Regions from separate parts of the Mus musculus genome. Here region 1 is linked to region 2. The links are chromatin contacts, called in public HiChIP or PLAC-seq maps. All regions are on one chromosome and are shown on one strand. Each heading gives the region's core, a stretch centred on a gene start, on an enhancer-like site or on the middle of the called end of the contact. The rest is flanking DNA. Distances are from core to core; before and after follow the strand shown. Region 1 overlaps M1ap (meiosis 1 associated protein). Region 2 holds the start of M1ap (meiosis 1 associated protein).

The links. HiChIP or PLAC-seq counts read pairs in DNA pulled down with a chosen protein or histone mark.
Region 1: a CTCF HiChIP or PLAC-seq map of the NIH/3T3 cell line shows a contact between it and region 2, with 9 read pairs. The contact joins the enhancer-like site here to the promoter of M1ap in region 2. A contact is called at or near these places in 1 of 15 datasets of contacts at CTCF or cohesin (the NIH/3T3 cell line), 3 of 115 datasets of contacts at active chromatin or transcription factors (effector CD8 T cells, embryonic stem cells and pancreatic cancer cells) and 3 of 9 other capture datasets (adipose tissue, liver and pancreatic islet).

What each region holds. Positions count from the first base shown.
Region 1 is chr6:83,013,337-83,016,036 of GRCm38.p6, reverse strand. The region is part of intron 7 of M1ap (meiosis 1 associated protein); the gene reads right to left. The region is part of intron 2 of Gm32644 (a long non-coding RNA gene); the gene reads left to right. Among named protein-coding and RNA genes, the nearest start is that of Gm32644, 7.8 kb to the left of the region's middle. Within about 2 kb of position 1,391, at least 157 of the 459 cell types and tissues checked have an H3K27ac peak or open chromatin away from gene starts, as enhancers often do. A contact at or near this core is called in the NIH/3T3 cell line, effector CD8 T cells and pancreatic cancer cells, where this site is marked.
Region 2 is chr6:82,945,590-82,948,304 of GRCm38.p6, reverse strand. It overlaps M1ap (meiosis 1 associated protein), which reads right to left and starts at 1,383. Exons shown (of 10, transcript NM_033079.2): 1 at 1,353-1,383.

The DNA of each region.
Region 1 (2,700 bases), core at 142-2,641, 68 kb before region 2:
AGTTACCTGTTAAGAACACTCTGCCCTGCCTACTCTTGTCCAGCTGCCTGCAGCTATGCACTGTGTTCCTGGTTTCAGGCCTTTGTGAGCCGTCGCCCATGCTGGTGTGGGTTTTTGGTAATGCAGCTGTCTCTGAGTCATTTCTGTTCCTGTAAGTAACCCCTTGCCCATATTCCCCTAAGGAATCCCAATAGAACTCATTGATTCACCAAACTGGACTTTAGTGGTGTCTCTACTTTGGTCTGTCATCAATTTCCTATGTAGAATGGAGAGATGTTTGTTCTTGTCTCCAAGAACTGTTATCATATAATATAAAGACAGAGAATACTATTGATCAGAAAGACTGGGTAAATCTTTTCTGATGAAAGTCAGATACCCAAATAAAACAAACTTTGAGGAAGACAGAAATGGAGCAAATTTCAGAACAGAACAGAACAGAACAGAACAAAACAAAACAAAAAACCAGGGAATGGAAAGTACACTTCTGACTGCATTTGACTAAGGCTTAAAGCATTGTGCAAAGTGTAGATGGAAAGGTTATGTAACTTTTACAGCCGAGGAGCCTGATAGGTTGACACCAATGGCTAGGATCTGATTAGTGCAGCATGTGTCTTGTCCAGAAAGCTGCTGCAAATGAAGAGGTGGAGGAGAGGGAATATCAAACACACTCACCTATACTCTGACTTGTGCGGAAGCTCATGAACCTGGCAGTGAAAACACGGAGTGGCTGGGGTGAATTAGAGACTGTGCTGTGTGTGTGTAGTCGGGTGACAAAGGTGGATGAGAGCTCATGATAACAACTACGTCTGCATCTAGAGATCACCTCAGACCGCTTCTCCCTCCCAGGACAGTCAGAGAAGCTAGATAGTGTGGAATCTATGTTATGTGAAGAGAATACAATGGGAAATGTATAAAGCTGGTCCTTGAATACTGACAAAGAAGTACAGATTTAATGGTACAATTATAGTCTCTAGAGGAGAAAGATCCAGAGAGAGGTAGGAATTAGGCTAGCTCCATTTCCCTGAGGGCATACGTTGACTTTGAGTGGGAGGGGATGGTGGTAGTCATAGTGGTGGAGCTCAGAATCTAGGATTCCTATCTGTTAAGAGATGTTTACAAGGAAGCAGATCTTTTGGCAGAGATCTGCTGGTGGGGTAGGGTGTGACTCAAGCCAGTTTTCCACTTAGGACATTTGTGATATACTAGAGTTAAATGGATTTGGAGGCAGAAATTCGTGAGAGAAGCTAAGTGTTTAAGGAGACTTGGGTGGAAATGATCAGGGTTGAGACCTTTTAGGGTGAGGAGAGACACGCAGCACACCAGGCTTGTCGCTGAAAGCTCTGGAAGATAGGCTGAGCTGTAGCAGGATGGCTGCCCAGCTGTGACTCAGCACGGTACCCGAGTGCTCTATCTGCCTGGTGCAGGGAAGGGCGAGCCCTCTCTACCAACTGAAGCCTCTATAATACACTTATTCACAAGGTGAGGCTTTTACTAAATATTGTTATGTTAAAAAAAAAAAGTCATGTAGGACTGTAAGTTTGAAAACCAAAAGACAAAAGAAAGAATAAAAACAAAGGCACCGATTAAGGCTTAACCGTAAAGAGTCTTAAATGCTTAAAACTGCATGTGTTTGTTTGTATGGGTGTATGTGTGAGTGTGTTTGTGTGTCTGTGTGAGTTGTGTGTGTTTGTGTGTATGTGTGTGTGTGTGAAAGAGAGAGGAGAGAGGTGGGGGTGGGTGGGGTGTGGGAGTGATTGCAAGTATAGATTCTCTCCACTGTGGAGGTCCCAGGGATCAAATTCTGGTCATTAGGCTTGAACTGACTCCTGTAAGTTGTCCTCTGATCTTTACATTTGTGAGTGAGTTCTCACACACACAGACACACATACACACACACAAACAATGTAATGATATTGAAAGGAAACAATAAGAGCCAGGCACGATGAGACATGCCTTTAATCCCAGCGCTCAGGAAGCAGCAGCAGGTGGATCACTGTGAGTTCGAGGCCAGCCTGGTCTATATAGCAATTACAGGAAGGCCAAGACTATGTAGACGCTGTCTGAAAAAATCAAAACAGGAAAAAAAGAAAACAGGAGGAAACAAATGGAAATTATAAAAGTAGTAGCCAACAACTCTGTGTAAACCACACGCCAGATATGTGCCAGGTTTACACATGTAGTTCTAAGCACTCAAAAATATGCAAGGCACTTTTTATAGTTTCGGTTAGATGTGACAGAGACAAGAGCTGCTAGCGTGTCTCAGATGTGCCTCTTCCCTTTCTTTCTCTCCTGCTGACCGCTCACAGAAGCCTTGCTAGCGCTGGCCTTGAATATTTTACACAAGACCTCACAATGCTGCAAATTATGTCAGAGAAGCTAAGTCAGTGTAGACTCTGTGGCTGAGTGGGAGGAGGAAGGCAAAGAACAGGCCCAGAGGATGTGGTGAGAGTGACTGTGTGTGCACGCATGTGTGTAAAAGGGCTTAGGGACAGCATCTCTGGGTTACAGATAATTATTGAGTGAAGGAGAAAAGTCTATTCATTTCTATGCCATTGTAGTTATAAGAGGGCTCTTCTCTGGTGTTTTTGAAAACACAAATTAATTAGTTAAAAATTTCTTTTGGGTCACTGAATAATGTTTTTTAATATGTCATCCTGTAGGCACTAGACCGCAGGAGGTCACTGTGTTTGTTAGGGTTCT
Region 2 (2,715 bases), core at 134-2,633:
CATACCATGTTATGTTATGTTATGTTATGTTATGTTATGTTATGTTATGTTATGTGGTTTGTTAATCTTAAGAAATTCTACAAAGCTTCACCTAGGACCCATCAAGTTAAAGGTCAATTATGAGTTGTTATGTCTAAAATACCTTGAGTCAGAGCTGGCCCACTGGGTAGTACTTCCTGTACTCATTATAGTTTTCATGTTTTTTCCCTTTATAAGCTAACAGACAAAGATGTCCATTGTTATACTTCAGATAATTCTGAGCTATGTCTCACATAAACTATTCTGCTTAACTGAGATCAGTGATTGTATGTTTTGTGTGGTGATTCCTGAACCCCAACAGAGATATCACCCTTAGTTCCAGACCAGAGACAGAAAGATAGACAGATGAGAAGAGAGAGGGACAGAGAGACAGAGTTAGAGAGACAGAGACAGAGATGGGGGGGACAGGCAGACTCCTCCCCCCACACACGACATTGAGGGGGAAAGAATGCATGCATGAATGAAAGAATGAATGAATGAAAGAATGAGAATGAATTAATTCTTCCTTCTGTCAGTCAGTCAGAGGGCTCTGGCCAGAGCGGGTCTTAGGCCTTGGGCCTCTCTAGTCCTGTCACCCCTCAAGCGACCAAGCCCTAGTGGACTTCACCGACCCAGCGATGGTGATGCAGTTCTCGGGCTGCACCTTCGTACCCGCCCAGATACACGGATCTAAGGTGTGTTCTCAAACCAACCTCTGAGGCGCAATTCTGACTCCCAAGCCCTTCAGTCTTTCCTTAGCCCAGAGGTCTGAAGACTGAACATTATTACCATTCAGTCAGGCTGTCTGGTCCTAGAGAGAGCGCCATCTCTGGGAAAGCTCACCTCGGGCACGGCCTCTCGAGGGAACTCCTCAGGAGATTACTCAAGAGAACTCCTTCAGGCACTGCCCCTCAGATATGGTCACCTCAGGCTCCGCTCCCTCAAGAGTCCACCTCAGATGCCTTCCCCAGGGCAAGTCCCTCAGGCTTTCCTGCTTGGTTACCCCTTCCCCAGCAAACAAAAGCAACGCTCTAGTGCTCCAAAGCTCCAGCCTAGAACCTAAGTCGCTCACTTAGGCAACTATTTTTCAATTGGAAGGTACGCCTCCAGACACCCGGTTGGTGTCCCCCCTCAGACCTTCCCTTCATGTTCCTTCAGGAGTCTCTTTCTGGGGCAACCCGTCAACCCCGAGTTCTGGTAACTCCCTCAGGCGAATTTTTTCTCAGGTACCTGCTGAAGAGAGTCCCCACTTCGGGCACCTTTCTCTGGAGTCCCTCTTCAGGTAGCACCCTCAGCGCACCCACCACTCCGTCTCAGAAGTTCCCTTCACTCACCTCAAGCTCAGCACCTGCACGCCTTCCTTCCGCTGGCTCAGCCTCAGAGTTCCTCTCTTATAGGGACCTCCCCTTGTAGCACCGCCCCTCCCAGAGGCTCCTCCCACTGAGTCTCCCGCCGCCTGGGCCTTCTTCCCCTCAGGCTCCTCAAGTTCAGACATCACTTTGGTGCCGCTTGTGGCCCCAGGGTGTGAGGCATCAGGCCATCTCACTGCACAAGGCCCCTCACCCGCGAGCTCCGGACCTCGGGAATCACTCAGCTTCATTCCTGGAGTTGTCGCTCAAGTTCTAGGGTGTCCTGAGAATAGTCCTCTAGGGTCCATGAGCAGTTGTAGATTTCAGAAAAACATAGTGAAGATAACTTTCTCTTCGTACCCCCCCCCCCCCATCAAACACAAGATCTACTGTGTTCTTGCCTTTAACTTTTCCTGTCCACAACTTTCTTCAGTTGGCCAACTCTTACTCAGTAACCCTGGTGGTGAGCTGTACCATGCAGTAAGCTATGATTTGGGTATGGAAGTGCACAAACAATGGCCATCGTGTCCCCTGTCCCCTCGTAAAAGAAAATTGCCTTTTTTTTTTTTTTTTTTTACAGTGTCTCTGTTTTTTGGTCTTACAGGTGCATGCCACCATGCCTGATCCAATGGCATTTGTTAATGCATTGCTAATGTATTTGTTAAAGTAATGTATGTCTCAATTTGGACTGTAGGAATACTAGAATTATTTTTACTTCTCTTAATCTTTCATGAAATAATTAAGGAAAATACTATTAAGCAGATATTCTAGGTGGGAGGCTGATATAAAAAGATTTTAATGAGTTACAAGGGACAGATTTAGAGTCTGTCTATGAAAAGTTTTTGAGGTTAAAAAAAGATGGCCTCATTGCTTCGTTTCTTTTGTTTTTGTCTTTTAAATGTTTATTTAGTGTTATTGTACGAGTATGAGTGTTTTTACCTAATTGCATGTCTGTGTGCTGAGTGCGCAGTGCCTGAAGAGGCCAGAAGAGGGCGCTGGATCCTCTGCAAGTGAAACTCATGTTGCTCAAGTAATCCTCCTGTCTCGACCCTCCTGAATATTGTGATTACAAGTGTGAGCACCACAACCTGGCTTAAAACGTATTTTCTTTTACTTTCCTTTTCCCTCTTCTCTTCCCTTCCCTTCCCTCTCTCCCTCCCTCCCTCCCTCCCTCCCTCTCCTTCCCTTCCTCCCTTTCTCGCTCCCTCTTTGCTCCCTCCCTCTCTCCTACTCTCCCTTTTCTTCTCTCTCTTCCTCCTAGAGATTGATGCAAAACAAATTCTTCCTCTGGCTATATCCCTAGTGCCCAACTTGAGCCTTTAAGCTTATAGAAACCAATTCTAAGGTA